Linked DNA regions of Sus scrofa: all the other regions are linked to region 1. The links are chromatin contacts, called in public HiChIP or PLAC-seq and promoter capture Hi-C maps. All regions are on one chromosome and are shown on one strand. Each heading gives the region's core, a stretch centred on a gene start, on an enhancer-like site or on the middle of the called end of the contact. The rest is flanking DNA. Distances are from core to core; before and after follow the strand shown. Region 1 holds the start of SRP72 (signal recognition particle subunit SRP72). Region 2 holds the start of LOC100621115 (nitric oxide-associated protein 1-like). Region 3 holds the start of CEP135 (centrosomal protein of 135 kDa). Region 4 holds the start of KIAA1211. Region 5 holds the start of LOC100626988 (nitric oxide-associated protein 1).

What was found. Promoter capture Hi-C pulls out the DNA fragments that hold promoters and counts their contacts. HiChIP or PLAC-seq counts read pairs in DNA pulled down with a chosen protein or histone mark.
Region 2: a contact with region 1 is called in an H3K27ac HiChIP or PLAC-seq map of alveolar macrophages. The contact joins the promoter of LOC100621115 here to the promoter of SRP72 in region 1. A contact is called at or near these places in 1 of 5 promoter capture datasets (liver), 1 of 47 Hi-C or Micro-C datasets (liver) and 1 of 2 datasets of contacts at active chromatin or transcription factors (alveolar macrophages).
Region 3: an H3K27ac HiChIP or PLAC-seq map of skeletal muscle shows a contact between it and region 1, with 7 times the contacts expected there. The contact joins the promoter of CEP135 here to the promoter of SRP72 in region 1. A contact is called at or near these places in 2 of 5 promoter capture datasets (fetal skeletal muscle and liver), 3 of 47 Hi-C or Micro-C datasets (embryonic fibroblasts and fetal skeletal muscle) and 2 of 2 datasets of contacts at active chromatin or transcription factors (alveolar macrophages and skeletal muscle).
Region 4: a contact with region 1 is called in a promoter capture Hi-C map of fetal liver, with 5 times the contacts expected there. The contact joins the promoter of KIAA1211 here to the promoter of SRP72 in region 1. A contact is called at or near these places in 1 of 5 promoter capture datasets (fetal liver) and 1 of 47 Hi-C or Micro-C datasets (embryonic fibroblasts).
Region 5: a promoter capture Hi-C map of liver shows a contact between it and region 1, with 4 times the contacts expected there. The contact joins the promoter of LOC100626988 here to the promoter of SRP72 in region 1. A contact is called at or near these places in 1 of 5 promoter capture datasets (liver), 2 of 47 Hi-C or Micro-C datasets (heart right ventricle and liver) and 1 of 2 datasets of contacts at active chromatin or transcription factors (alveolar macrophages).

The regions. Positions count from the first base shown.
Region 1 is chr8:55,727,908-55,730,503 of Sscrofa11.1, forward strand. It overlaps SRP72 (signal recognition particle subunit SRP72), which reads left to right and starts at 1,295. Exons shown (of 20, transcript XM_021100536.1): 1 at 1,295-1,451. The coding sequence starts at 1,340.
Region 2 is chr8:56,230,874-56,233,469 of Sscrofa11.1, forward strand. LOC100621115 (nitric oxide-associated protein 1-like) reads right to left here and starts at 1,309. Exons shown (of 7, transcript XR_002346682.1): 1 at 1-1,309. It overlaps POLR2B (DNA-directed RNA polymerase II subunit RPB2), which reads left to right and starts at 1,857. Exons shown (of 25, transcript XM_003129037.5): 1 at 1,857-2,012. The coding sequence starts at 1,994.
Region 3 is chr8:55,249,626-55,252,221 of Sscrofa11.1, forward strand. It overlaps CEP135 (centrosomal protein of 135 kDa), which reads left to right and starts at 1,277. Exons shown (of 26, transcript XM_021101350.1): 1 at 1,277-1,525.
Region 4 is chr8:55,335,044-55,337,639 of Sscrofa11.1, forward strand. It overlaps KIAA1211, which reads left to right and starts at 1,320. Exons shown (of 10, transcript XM_021101362.1): 1 at 1,320-1,461.
Region 5 is chr8:56,082,589-56,085,184 of Sscrofa11.1, forward strand. It overlaps LOC100626988 (nitric oxide-associated protein 1), which reads right to left and starts at 1,294. Exons shown (of 4, transcript XM_013978717.2): 1 at 1,045-1,294; 2 at 545-1,042; 3 at 1-542. The coding sequence starts at 1,294. The coding sequence ends at 160. The region is part of intron 1 of LOC100621006 (RE1-silencing transcription factor-like); the gene reads left to right.

The DNA.
Region 1 (2,596 bases), core at 45-2,544:
GTACCCTCCTGAGGCAGAGTTCACTGGACCATTAGTGCCGTTTCTCCACTGCACATAGGGACCACAGATGGAATGTGCCAGGCGCCATGGGACATAACCAGGAGCTGGACATCGCTTCTGCTCACAAAGAACGCAAAGAGTAGGGGAGAAATAAGTAAAAGTCCATTCAGTTAAAAAGTAGCGTTCCAACTATAGGCCAGGAAACGTGCTAAATCCTAGGGCCACTAGGAATTGTAGTCCCTGTGGAGAGACGGACCTTAAACGAGCAGTGCTCAGGGTAGAGAGCTCCAAGAGGGTGTCATGGGGGAACTGCTGCGCAATCAGAGTGCTAACTTGTTCTCTGGAACCAGAAGGACACAGCGATATAGAAAAGGCATTAGCTAGGCTGCTGGGAAAGAGGCGGGGAGTGGCAGGAAGCGGTAAGATGGTGCCAAAAATGGGTCTGCAGAGGAGGCGTTCAATGGAAGAGCCTGTCATTCTCCGGAGGAGCACACTCCTTTAGGTACTCGGTCCTGACCCTCAAACACATCCTAACCCCTACATTCCTGTGTCACTCCAGCGCTTATTGTGCCCGGATGCGTAGGTATCATTTATCCTACAACCCTGATACGTCACCCATACTTTATGGTGGCGAAAACTGGGACTCTGACATCCCGCTCCGTCAGACATCTGGGGGGTCGCAGAGCCAGGAATGGTACCTGGGTATTCTCGCTCCAAACTCATTACCCTTCGGGCCTTAGTGCCCACTGCTCCCGACCTGGCAGCCGAGGGGGATTCACCAAACATGCTTGGCGCCTGGAGAGTCTTTGCTTTTTCTGTGCCTTTCCTCATGTTCGCTTCTCCGCCTGGATTACCCAGAACCAGCCCCAGGTTTTCCGAATCCCCTGCCCAGACCCCCTTCGGACGGTGATTCCTCGGGGCAGTTCTAGGCAGCAGGAAGCCGACTCGGCCCTGCCCTCCCCTAGCGAGGCCTCCCACGGCTTCCAGCAGTGCTTCCCCACCACACAGGCCTCCCCTAGGCTCCGGGGACTGCTGCCCAGCTCCGCCTCTGCAGGCACGCTGCGCCGCCACCACCCCGGAAACGCACGTTGCGCCGCCGCCGCCCCGCTACCCGCCCCCCCGCCCCGGGCTTCAGGGGTTGTTCCTCCAACCCGCTCCAAGTACGGCGCATCGGCTCTGTCTACGTGCACTCCTAGCTCTACGAACCACGCCGGCGGAGCCGACACCGCCTCACGGTTCTGGGTGCCTCCGACCCCCGAGCCCCGCGGCCCCGGCTTCCGCTTCGCGCGGACCCTCCGCATCCTCTTCCGGGTCAGAGGTCGCCCGCGTCCCCGCCAAGATGGCGAGCGGTGGCGGCGGTGGGGGGGTGTCGGTGCCTGCACTCTGGAGCGAAGTGAACCGTTACGGCCAGAACGGCGACTTTACGCGCGCTCTCAAAACCGTCAATAAGAGTAAGTGCCCGCGTGGGCGCCGGGGCCGGGGGAGCCGGCCCGCCGGGAGGATGCGGCCTCCTTCGGGGGCGCGTGACCACCTCCCGGCAGACCCGGGGAGGGGAGAGCCCACCGCCGCCGCGGCTGGAGCGCCCAGCGGACGCGGGACGCAGCCCCTCCGCGTCCTGGCCGGCCCTGGGTCCGTGGCGGCTTCAGGCCACGTTTGCTTCCCTCTCTACCTTCTGCGCGAGGCCAGGGCATCTCTGAAGGGACTGCAGCTGCCGGAGTCCCCTCCAAGGTGTTTTTATTACACTGCACTGTTTGCACGTCCAGTCTTGCAAATGCTCCATTCCCATCGCGTCCTTTTCGCCCGCCTTTTAGCGGGGTGATGAGACAGTATCGCTGAGGGGCCTGTTCTCTTGGGGCGCAGCGCGGGGAGGCAGCGCCTAGGACACGTCATTGGGAAGCTAGCACTGACGAGGTGGAAGCCGCACCCACTCGGGGTAGAGGCTCGGGCTGGATCCGACGTCCGCAGACAGGCCCGCCCCACACCAGAAAAAGAGTGTGTAAAAGCAGTGACGTTTGAAATAACCTTGCAAAGCAAAGTTTATCTGATCATTTCGAGTCAGCTCCTCCGATATGACGTTCAGCCCATATTTTATCCTTCGTCATCCAAGTGTAATACGGCCATGCTTTTTAAGCTCTGTCGAGGTAAATTTTTACCTGAAGATATTCCCTGTATTTGTTAGGTGTGGAAATGTAGTTACAGAAATAACATACGAGGTATTTCTGTAACATACAAGTGTGAATTTTCAACAGCCTTTACTGTTCATCCTTTAACAGTGGGTTAAGGATCTGGCGTGGCCGTGAGCTGTGGTGTGGGTCGCAGACGCGGCTCGGATCCCAGCGTTGCTGTGGCTCTGGCGTAGGCCTGTGGCTACAGCTCCGATTAGACGCCTAGCCTGGGAACCTCCATATGCCTTGGGAGCAGCTCAAGAAAAGGCAGAAAGACAAAAAAGAAAAGAAAATTGAGATTTGGCAGTCAAATGACTTGTCCAGGACCTCAAGGCATTAGTGACAACCCTGTACTCAAAGCTGACATTTGCTTCCAAGTTCTATGTGAACTTTTTTCTTTTGCTGTGAAGTAATGAAATATGTATGATGTA
Region 2 (2,596 bases), core at 59-2,558, 500 kb after region 1:
GGGCACAGTCGTCCCACAGTCGCTCCCGGATGCGCTGCCGGTATCCGGGGGCGTCCTGGGGCAGCAGGTCCACCTTGTTCCCCAGCACGATCAGCTGCTTGGGGCCCACGAGCGCGGGCAGGTGGCGCAGCAGGGCGTCGGGCAGATCCAGCAGGTCCACCATGTATAACACCAGGGCGGGCTCGGGCCGCCGCAGCGCGGCGCTCACGAGCTCCAGGTACTTCTCGGGACTCACCTGCAGGCGTAGGGCGCGCCGGTGGTGCACCAGCAACCAGCAGCGCTGGCACACCGTCCTCGCCAGCCCGCCGTCCGCCTGCGCCGCCGCGCGGAGGAACTTCTCGCTGGGCAGGTAGCCGGGCACGCCGGGGTCCTGGCAGTGCAGCTCCGCCCCGCATCCCGAACAGTTCAGGCCGCTGGGTGCCACCGTCGGGTCCGGGTGCCCCACGACCGGCTGCGCCCGCTGCACCCGCCGAGCGGCCCGGAGCTTCTGCTGGCGCCGCTCCTCCCGCCGCTGCTGCATCTGTCGTTCGTTCTCTTCTTGCCGCTGCTGCACCTCTCGTAGCTGGTCTTGGAGGGTCGGTGCGGGCTCCGGCTCCGGGATGTACTCGGGGAACAGAAAACTCTCCTCTAGGTCGGCCCTTCCTTCGCTGCCCCCAGTCGCAGTCCGGTACCGAGAACGCCCCCGGCCCAGGGCCCACGGGCGCTGGGATGAAAGGCTGGCCGCACATCTCCTCTCCAGGAGCGCGTCCTGGAGACCAAGGCGCGCGGCCGTGGGAGAGGCTCCCTGCAGGAAGCCGCACAGCAGCCTAGGAGCGAGGCGCGTGGGCAGCATGGAAACGCGGGCGCGGGCCAGGGGCGGGCCACCGGTTTGCCAGGAGCGCGTCCCGGAGACCAAGGCGCCTGGCCGTGGGAGAGCCACCTCGCAGGAGGCCGCACAGCAGCCTAGGAGCGAGGCGCGCGGGCGGCATGGGCACGTGGGCGCGGGCCAAGCGCAGGCCACGGGTTTGCACGCGCACTGCGGCCCCAGCTGCTTGGTAAACCGGAAAAAGCCTGGGACGACCAGAGAGCTGTCATTGGTCAGCGTCGCCCTTCGGCTCCTCCTCCCGATCGCATCTCGTGAGATCTCGCGATGAAGCCGCTGAGGCCCGAGAACCCACCTAAGGCGGAGCTAAAGGCACGGGAGGTCCGGGCTCGGCGGGGTTGGCTAGGTCAGCCAGCGAGTGAGGCTTTGGTCGGGCTTCGGCTGCTGCCTGCAGCTCAGAAATCGCACTTTTTTTTTTTTTTTTTTTTGGTCTTTTTACCATTAGGTTCCCAGGCTAGGGGTTGAATCGGAGCTGTAGCTGCCGGCCTACGCCAGGGCCACAGCAACGCCAGATCCGAGCCGCGTCTGGGACCTACACCACAGCTCACGACAATGCTGGATCCTTAACCCAATGAGCGAGGCCAGGGATCGAACCTGCAACCTCATGGTTCCTAGTCAGATTCGTTAACCACTGAGCCACGACGGGAACTCCAGAAATCGCACTTTTTAAACTTTAACAAAGCTGAGGTATAGTTGATGTACAGAGTAGTCATTTTTCAAAACTTTTTTTAAAGTTTTTGCAACTGAAAAAATAAAGCACAACTACATCCTTTTATTAACAAATCTTATTGTCTCCAGGGGCTACTATTTGTGCAACAACATTGCAAAACAAGACTTCATTCGGTAGCTGTGACGCGGCCCCGCGGGGCAGCCACAGAAGAGTCAACCCCCAAACTGCGCATGTGTAGCACTAACCTTTCGCAGGCCTTAGCCTACTTTCGCGCAGGCGCAAACCTTACGGCGGCTTCTTTGTGGGCGGGGTTTCGCGGGAGCCGCAGGATATTCTGGGAGCGCCGGAAACGGAAATCACTTTGCCTGGCGCTGCGGCCGGGGGGAGCCTGCTGGCGGTGGCTGCTGGCGGTGTCCTGCGTTTCACTTCGAGGATTGGGAGCTCCGGGGTCGTGTGCCAACATGTATGACGCGGACGAGGGTAGGTGACCCTTTAGAACACTGCGCGGCGAACCGTCGGAGGGGGGAAACGTGGGAGCCGGGCGAGTCGAGGGTTTGAGGCCTTCTTCCCCGCCCGCCGCGCGGGGTCCCCAGGCGTTTTCCCCTCCATCCCCGGGCCGGGGACGAACTAGGAGGGTGGACCGGCGGGGAGCGCAGCATTTATAACGTTTGTTGTCTCCACTGGCTGCTTCTGGAAAAGTGACACCCCCATCCGTCCGTATTGAAATAGCAGGCGGCTTCTGCGACCAGTACCGGTGTTTGGGGTTCATCTGAAGCAAAGGGCTCCTCGACTTCCCTTAACGTCAGAGATAGTGGATTTATTGAATAGTCGAATGTTTGAACGTCAGCTTGTGCTGGGCGATGTGCTAGGCTCTGCAAATACAGCCGGTGCAGAGAATACAGGGTGGGAGGGGGGATTGGGCTTGTTTGGCGTCCTTCACTCTGCTTTCCGCTTAAGTAAATTATCTTGAGAGATGACTTTTTTACTCAACAGGGCTAATATATACTCATTTTCTTTTTACATATAGCATCTTTAGTGTGTACCGCTTTTTCGTTATATGTATG
Region 3 (2,596 bases), core at 27-2,526, 480 kb before region 1:
GTCTCAGGGTGATGTGGGGGACCTAGAGAGCCCAGATGAGGCTTGGTTTCTTTTTCTTTCTGCCTCCTCAGCCCACCCTCTCGCTCAAAGCCAGGACCTGAGTGCTGAGCAGCAATAATTCTGTGTGCCAGAGGAACCAGGGCCCTGACCTCAGGCCTTGCGGCCCAGCAGTGCGCCTGCACTGGTCTTCCGTGACATCTGGAGCAAAACTGGACTGCAACTTCAGTGTCCCACTCATCTTTTAAATTTCTTTGATTTTAGTTTTTGTATTTTCTAATGGCTATGTGTTTGGGACAAAGGGAAGCCAAAGAGTCTTCTGGACTGGGTGACTGTTGCATAGTCATTTGCTATGATATTTATTTATGGCTCCCTATTTTCAAAAAAGATATTTGTTGCTAGGCAACAAAAAAGTCTTTAACTGTACGTGTTCAAGACTACAAAAGCCATCCACGGAGCCTCATTGCCTCCTAGAAATTCCATAAAACAGCTTATTGAAGGATGTGGGAAGAGGGACAGGGCTCCCTGCGGAAACGGTTAAAGCGATATATGAATGCGTACAAAGTTATTCACGGCCCACAGAGCAATTAGGTGAGATATATATACACAAGGATTAAGTGCATCTTCAAAATGGATGCCCTGCTTGGGAGAAGAGTAAACAGGAGGCGATGAACGCCTCTCTGATCATCTAGAAGTTTCCACGCGACAAATGGAATTCCAATATCCGACCATGCATTTTCTCAATGTGAACAGGTTCTCTATAGCCAGTTGATTTACATTTGATTCCATTCTCGAATGTTTCTTGCGGTTGGTGCTAGAGAAACAGCTGAGTGAAATAAACTGACTCCAGGAATGCGCAGTAGGGGGCGGCAGAGGTAAACATACAAAGACAATGACGTTTGACAGAGGAGCTCTAACTCAAGAACTCAAACGCAATGATGTTATGCTCATCATAACGGGATGAGTATAATATTGGGATCTGGACATCTGTAAGAGGCCGGGGGTGCGGGAGCAAAGTTAGTTAACTGCGTTGGGTGGTTGTCAGGGAAAGTTGCACAGACAACCGGGTACTTCGGCTGAGTTCACGTGGGGAGCAGGCGTCCCCGGAGGGTGAAGGCTAACCGGCTGCAGGGACCAGGGCTGCACAGGCTCTAACCCAGCGCCCCGAAGGTCAAGGAAGTTCAAGGCAACGACAGGCGCAGCCTGGACGACGGCCGCCGCGGTGGTTCCGGCTCCCGCCGCCAGAAGGCGCCGCAGCGCCGCACCTTCCAGGCCCGTTCGTTTCCGGGCCTGGGCCCGGCGCCGCCATCAGAATCGGGCGCGTCCCCGCCGCGCGCGGCGACCCGTCTTCCGCTCCCGTTACCGAGGCAACCGCTGCGCCTACTCCGCGCCGGTCGCGATAGTCCGTCCGTGCCATTTTCAAACTGTCCCAGCGCCGGAGCCGGTGTCCGCGGCGGCGGAAGCCAGCGAGCGAGGCAGGCGCAGGGGATGCGACCGCGAGCGGAGGGAGCGGCAGCCGGGGCGGCGGGTGAGCACGGACCGGGCGGGCGGCGCGGTGGGGGAGGAAGTGGGGCCCGGGCGGGGACTCTGGCGCCGCGGCCGCCCGCTGGCGGGAGCCGTGCGGGGAGCGGGTTCGGGCTGCGGACCTGGCTCCGCCGCTGCGCTCGCGGCAGCCTCCACCGGCCCCGCGCAGCCGCTGCTGCTGGCCGGTTGCTCGAGGTGGGAGCGCCCTCTTCCCAGCTGGTCCCTCGGCGCTTGGTAAACGCAGACAGGCCCGAGCGCAGGCCGAGCCTTGGCGGCGACCTCCGCCCGTTTGCGGCTCTCAGGGAAGGACCCGGTTCGGTTCGGGCCTGGGCGTAGACACGTCCCGGGCCTCTGGGAAAACGCGCCGCGCTGGCTCCGGGTGGTGGTGAGCGCGCGTGGAGCGCCGAGCCTCCGCGCCTGTTGTCCTGCAGGGAGCTGAGTACAGACGCTCCTGGAGCGGGGGTGGGGAACGTTGGTACCAGCTTTTTGTCCTTCTTGGAAGGATTTTAATCTTTCATCTCTCTTGTGTGTTGATGAGTGTTTTGATTCGTACTCCTGCTTCTCTATCTTAGAAGGATGTGAGCAGGTAGTATTTCTGGGTAACCAAAGTCGGTGCCAGACAAGGAGAAATGTTTGGATGGCGAGGTCCTGCTGGTTCTGGGTTTTTTTATTTTTATTCTCTTGCTTTTTAGGGCCGCACCCCTTGAATGTGGAAGTTCCCAGGCTAGGCGTCAAATTGGAGCCACAGCTGCCTGTCTGCACCACAGCCACAGCAATGCAGGATCCAATCCCTGTCTGTGACGTGCACCACAGCTCAGGCAACGATGGATCCTTTTTTTTGTCTTTTTGCCTTTTCTAGGGCCACTTGCTGCGGCATATGGAGGTTCCCAGGCTAGGGGTTCAATCGGAGCTGTATTCGCCAGCCTACGCCAGAGCCACAGAAACGCAGGATCCCAGCCGCATCTGCGATCTACACCACAGCTCAGGGCAACACTGGATCCTTAACCCACTGAGCAAGGTCAGGGATTGAACCCACAGCTTCATGGTTCCTAGTCGAATTCGTTAACCACTGCGC
Region 4 (2,596 bases), core at 70-2,569, 390 kb before region 1:
AACCCAGCACTTGTCTAAAGTGGTGCCTGATAGCTTCTGATTTCTGAGGCTTCTGAGACCCACAGTCCATTAGAGCTAGAGAGGTCTAATATGAACCTAAATTCTCTAGGACTCTCTCGATATTTTAAGGGTATATAATTTGGTGTTCCTTGCCCAGAAGCATCAAAGAATAGCAGACCTACACCTGATTGGTGTAAATTTGGATTTTCATAGAGTGTGTTTTATGTCCTTGGCTAGACTCTAATATGTCAAGAAAAAGACCCCAGTTATATGTTCTATACAGATCTAATTTTGGCTTCTGAGAACCTCTAGTGCTACTAGAGCAAATCAAATGGAACTGGTTGAACCTTTTATAAAATTCTTCATTATGCTTGTTTGGAATAAAGCAGACATTATTCAGAATATTCAAGCACTGAGCAATGACAGCTATACTTATAAAAATGCACAGCCATATTCTGGTAGATAATTAAAATGTTGATCTAGAAAAGTCCAGCTGGATAAGGCCATAGCACTAGATTCTCCCAGGATCAGAGTTGCTCCCTTAAGTCTCGCACTTGCATTAAAATTAGTAGTCCTTTCTCTGGCAATGGGACATCTGACTCAGGATCGAGTACCTATTAGGGTTACTCCTTATCTTCTGCATCTTTTGTCGCAATTTTTTCTTTGTTTTTACTTCCTTGATTAATAATATGAGATTGTTTTTAGAATCATTATTAGCATAGTGAAGGAAAAGATCACCAGAAACGGATTTCCAGATTCCATGGAGTCATAGCAAAACATATGGAGAAAAAGTCTTGGTGTTTGTAGTTAGGCCACAAAAGGAAAAGACAAATAGTCTCCTTAAAATTCAATATTCAAAGTCAGTATTTAATTTCATTACTGTTGGGGACAATAATGCCCAATGTCAGCTCACTCCGTTCAGATGCACTGGCAAAGCAATTTTAAGCCTGTTTCTGCGTGGCATCTTTCAACTCGTTTGACGTTCGGGATCCCAGTGTCATTTGTCGCTGTCGCGGCTGGGCTGGGCGAGATTCCCAGTGCAATGCGGGTGGCTAGCCTCGCTCTCCGGCTCGAGCAGGTACCAGGGCTGGGTGTGCGCCCCGCGGGAGCCCCCGCAGCAGCCGCGGTCCCAGGCGTCCCGAGCGGCCCCGCGCCACGCCAGCTGGCTCCCAGGGGAAAGCGCCGCGGGGTGCGTCCGTCCCGGGGGGCGAGGCCGGGCGGGGCCGCGCGCGGGTCCGAGCGCCCGAGGCGCGGGCGGAGCATGTGACTGGGCGGCGAGCCGGGCGCGCAGTGCCGCGCGGCGGCGGCGGCGGGCAGCGCAATGGAGGCGGCGGCCGCCTGAGGGCGGGAGCTGCGGGGCCGCGGCGCGGGCTGCAGGGGCGCCGCCTGGGCCTCCGCGTCCCGCCCGCGCCCGAGTGCGCGTCGCCGTCCGGCCCGGGGCCAGCCCGGCGGGGACCTCAGGTGAGCGCCCTCCTGCCCGCGGCCCGCGCAGACAATGGGCGCCGCGGGCGGGTCCCCTCCCCTCCCCGGCAACCCCCGCCCGCGCCGCCCCGGGTCCCACGCGGGGAGCCCCGCGCCCCCTGCACGTGTCGGCGCGGCGACCCTCGCCCTAGCCCTCGCCGGCCTTCCGAGCGCGAGCCCAGCTGCGCGGGGGCGGCGAGCCGGGCGGTCGAGCCCGAGCGCGGGGCTTTGTCTGGCCCCCGCCCGGGCCCGGGCCCCCGCCCTCGCTGCCCCTATTCCGCTGAGCCCCCGGCTGGACGGCCGAGGCCAGACAAAGGTTTGCCCCGGGGGCACCGGCTGGAGCGCCGGCGGGGCCGCCAGTCGCCAGGGCTCTAGCCCGGGTCTTCGCTCGCTTCGGCCAGGGCTCTAGCCCGGGTCTTCGCTCGCTTCGGCCAGGGCTCTGGTGGCGGTTTCCCGGCCCCGTGGTCGTCCCTGGTCGCCGAGCGCTGGCGGCGAGGTCGGACCTCCGCACCCCGCCGAGGCGGCGGCTGGGGCACGGCTCTCATTCATGCTCATCGGCGACACAGGGACAGGCGTTGACATCTCACAGGTTCTCAGGACAGAGCATCGTAATCGTTTTCTGAATTTTCCGAGGAAAAAATTGATTGAAAGCCACATGGATTCAGTGGATGGGCGGGGTGGCGGGGGAGGGCAGGGGAGGGGAGGAAACCTAGTAGCCAGGAGCGCGCGTTGTGAAATTTTAATACGGTTTTAAGAATAATGGCCCGGAAACTGATCTGCTGTAGGTGCGGGAGCGCTTGTTGGGGGCGGTGCGGGTGGAGACGGAGCGGTGAGAGTACAAAGCGTGAGGCGATTGAGTAAAAGGTTCTGGGTCAGTATTTTGTAGCAGATAGTCAGTTCATCAAGTTGTCATTCAGTCGTCATTTCCCTGTGAAAATCACCTGTAGTAGTTGTTGGATTATATATATAAAATGGCTCACAACTGTTTGGCCTCGTATGTGACTCAGGAATCTGAAAACAACAATCAGTTTTCAATAATTTGAACAAGTCAACAAAGGAAAGACACTTTCACTAAATCCGTCCTTTATTTTGTGAGAAAACCGAATCCTAGTTCAATATATTGAACAGAAAATTG
Region 5 (2,596 bases), core at 44-2,543, 350 kb after region 1:
GTGGTGTAGACGCGGCTCAGATCTGAGCGACCCGGAGCTACAGCTCCGATTCAACCCCTCGCCTAGGAACTTGCATATACTGCGGGTGCGGCCCTAAAAAAGAGACGGAACTTATATTCTACAATGAAAAATCTGCTAAACCAGCACATTACAAGACAATTAAACAAACCAAAAAACCCTCAAAAAACGCTGGGACATGCTGAAGAAAATGGACTTGCCAGCGTTTGTGGCATCAACCAGGTAGACGTCGCCGCGGTAGCGCCAGGAGCGCTGGAGCGCGGAGATCAACTTTTTGACTCCATAGCCAGTCTTGGCGCTGATGAGCCGCACGTCCTTAAGCACCGCATGGGACCTGGCCGAGTGGTTCGCCTTATCCGCCCGGTCCCGCGGCTGCTTCCGGCCGGGGTGTTGGGACCTCCGGGAGCCAAGAGGCAGGAGACCGACGCGGGGGCAGTCGTCCCACAGCCGCTCCCGGATGCGCTGCCGGTATCCGGGGGCGTCCTGGGGCAGCAGGTCCACCTTGTTCCCCAGCACGATCAGCGCTTGGGGCCCACGAGCGCGGGCACGTTGGGCAGCAGGGCGTCGGGCAGATCAAGCAGGTCCACCTTGTACAGCACCAGCGCGGACTCCAGCCGCCGCAAGCGCAGGGCGCGCCGGTGGTGCACCAGCAGACAGCAGCGCTGGCACACTGTCCGCGCCAGCCCGCCCTTCGCCTGCGCCGCCGCGCGGAGGAACTTCTCGCTGGGCAGGTAGCCGGGCACGCCGGGGTCCTGGCGGTACAGCTCCGCCCCGCATCCCGAACAGTTCAGGCCGCTGGGTGCCACCGTCGGGTCCGGGTGCCCCACGACCGGCTGCGCCCGCTGCACCCGCCGAGCGGCCCGGAGCTTCTGCTGGCGCCGCTCCTCCCGCCGCTGCTGCATCTGTCGTTCGTTCTCTTCTTGCCGCTGCTGCACCTCTCGTAGCTGGTCTTGGCGGGTCGGTGCGGGCTCCGGCTCCGGGATGTACTTGGGGAACAGAAAACTCTCCTCTCTTCGCTGACCCCAGTCTCAGTCTGGCACGGAGGACGCCCACGGCCCAGGCCCCACGAGTGCTGGGATGAGAGGCTGACCACTCATCTCCTATCCAGGAGCGCGTCCCGGAGCCAAAGGCGCGCGGCCGTGGGAGAGGCTCCCTGCAGGAGGCCACACGGCAGCCTAGGAGCAAGGGTGGCAAGGGGCGGACCACCCCTTCGCGCGCGCACTGCGGCCCCAGCTGCGCGGTAAACGAGAAAAAGCCTGGGACGACCAGAGAGTTGTCATTGGTCAGCGTCGCCCTTCGGCTCCTCCTCCCTGGTCTCATCTCGTGAGATCTCGCGATGAAGCCTCTGATGCCGAGAACCCACCTAAAGCGAAGCTAAAGGCTTTGTAGGTGCGGGCTCCGCTGGGTTGGCCAGTTTGGGCAGCCAGTGAAGCTTTGCCTACTTCCGGGCTTCTTCAGCGCGCTGCCGCTGGTACTGTCTGCAGCTCGGAAATCTCATTTCTTCCTGTTTTTTGGCTATGTAACTGGCAAATATATAACACCTAAGGCCGTAAAATTATAACCACAAAGCCTTTTGTGATACATCCACTTGGGTTTTTTTCAGGTGTCATTATTAGTGGAATATTAAAAAAAACTTTATTATCTGGTTCCAAGACTGAGCGTAGCCGTAGTCATGTCTTCTGACCAGAGAAGTCTGAACCCACGATTTGCGCATGTGCAATTCTGGACGTTAGCAAATGCTTCACTCTTCGCGCAGGCGCACACAGTATGCGGCAGCCTCTTGGGCAGTGCAGGCCTGGGACGCAGGCGCAGACCTTAAGCGCCGTCCCCGTGGGCGGTGCTGGCTTGGAGCGCAAGCGCAGACCTTACTAGGCGCCCCCATGGGCGGTGCTGGCTTGGTACGCTAGCGCAGATCTTACGGGGAGTCTTAGTGGGCGGTGCTGGCGTGAGGTACAGGAAGTTTTGGGACCCCCAGACTGGGTTCATTTGTGTGGTGCTCAGGTCGTCGGTGGTCTTTTCTCCCTGTGCTTTTTTGGGTTCGCGTCTTGTGACCCACTTGTGGGTTTGTGTGACGCAGACGAGGGTAGGTGGCCCCTCAGAAACACCGCGGCGACCCGCTCGAGGGGGAAACGTGGGAGCCGGGCGAGTCGAGGGTTTGTGGCCTTCTCACCCGCCCGCCGCGCAGGGTCCCCAGGCGTTCCCCCCTCCGCCTTCCCCGGGCCGGGGACGAACCAGGGATTTGGAAGGTGGACCGGCGGGGAGCGCAGCATTTATGACATTTGTTGTCTCCACTGGCTGCTTCTGGATAAGTGACACCTCCCCGTTTTGGAAGAGCGGCCCCCCATGCGACCAGTACCGGTGTTTGGGGTTCATCTGAAGCAAAGGGCTCCTCGATTTCCCTTAAGGTCAGAGGTAGTGGATTTATTGAATAGTCGAATGTTTGAACGTCAGCTTGTGCCGGGCGATGTGCTAGGCTCTGCAAATACAGCTGGTGCAGAGAATACAGGGTGGGAGGGGGGATTGGGCTTGTTTGGCGTCCTTCACTCTGCTTTCCGCTTAAGTAAATTATCTTGAGAGA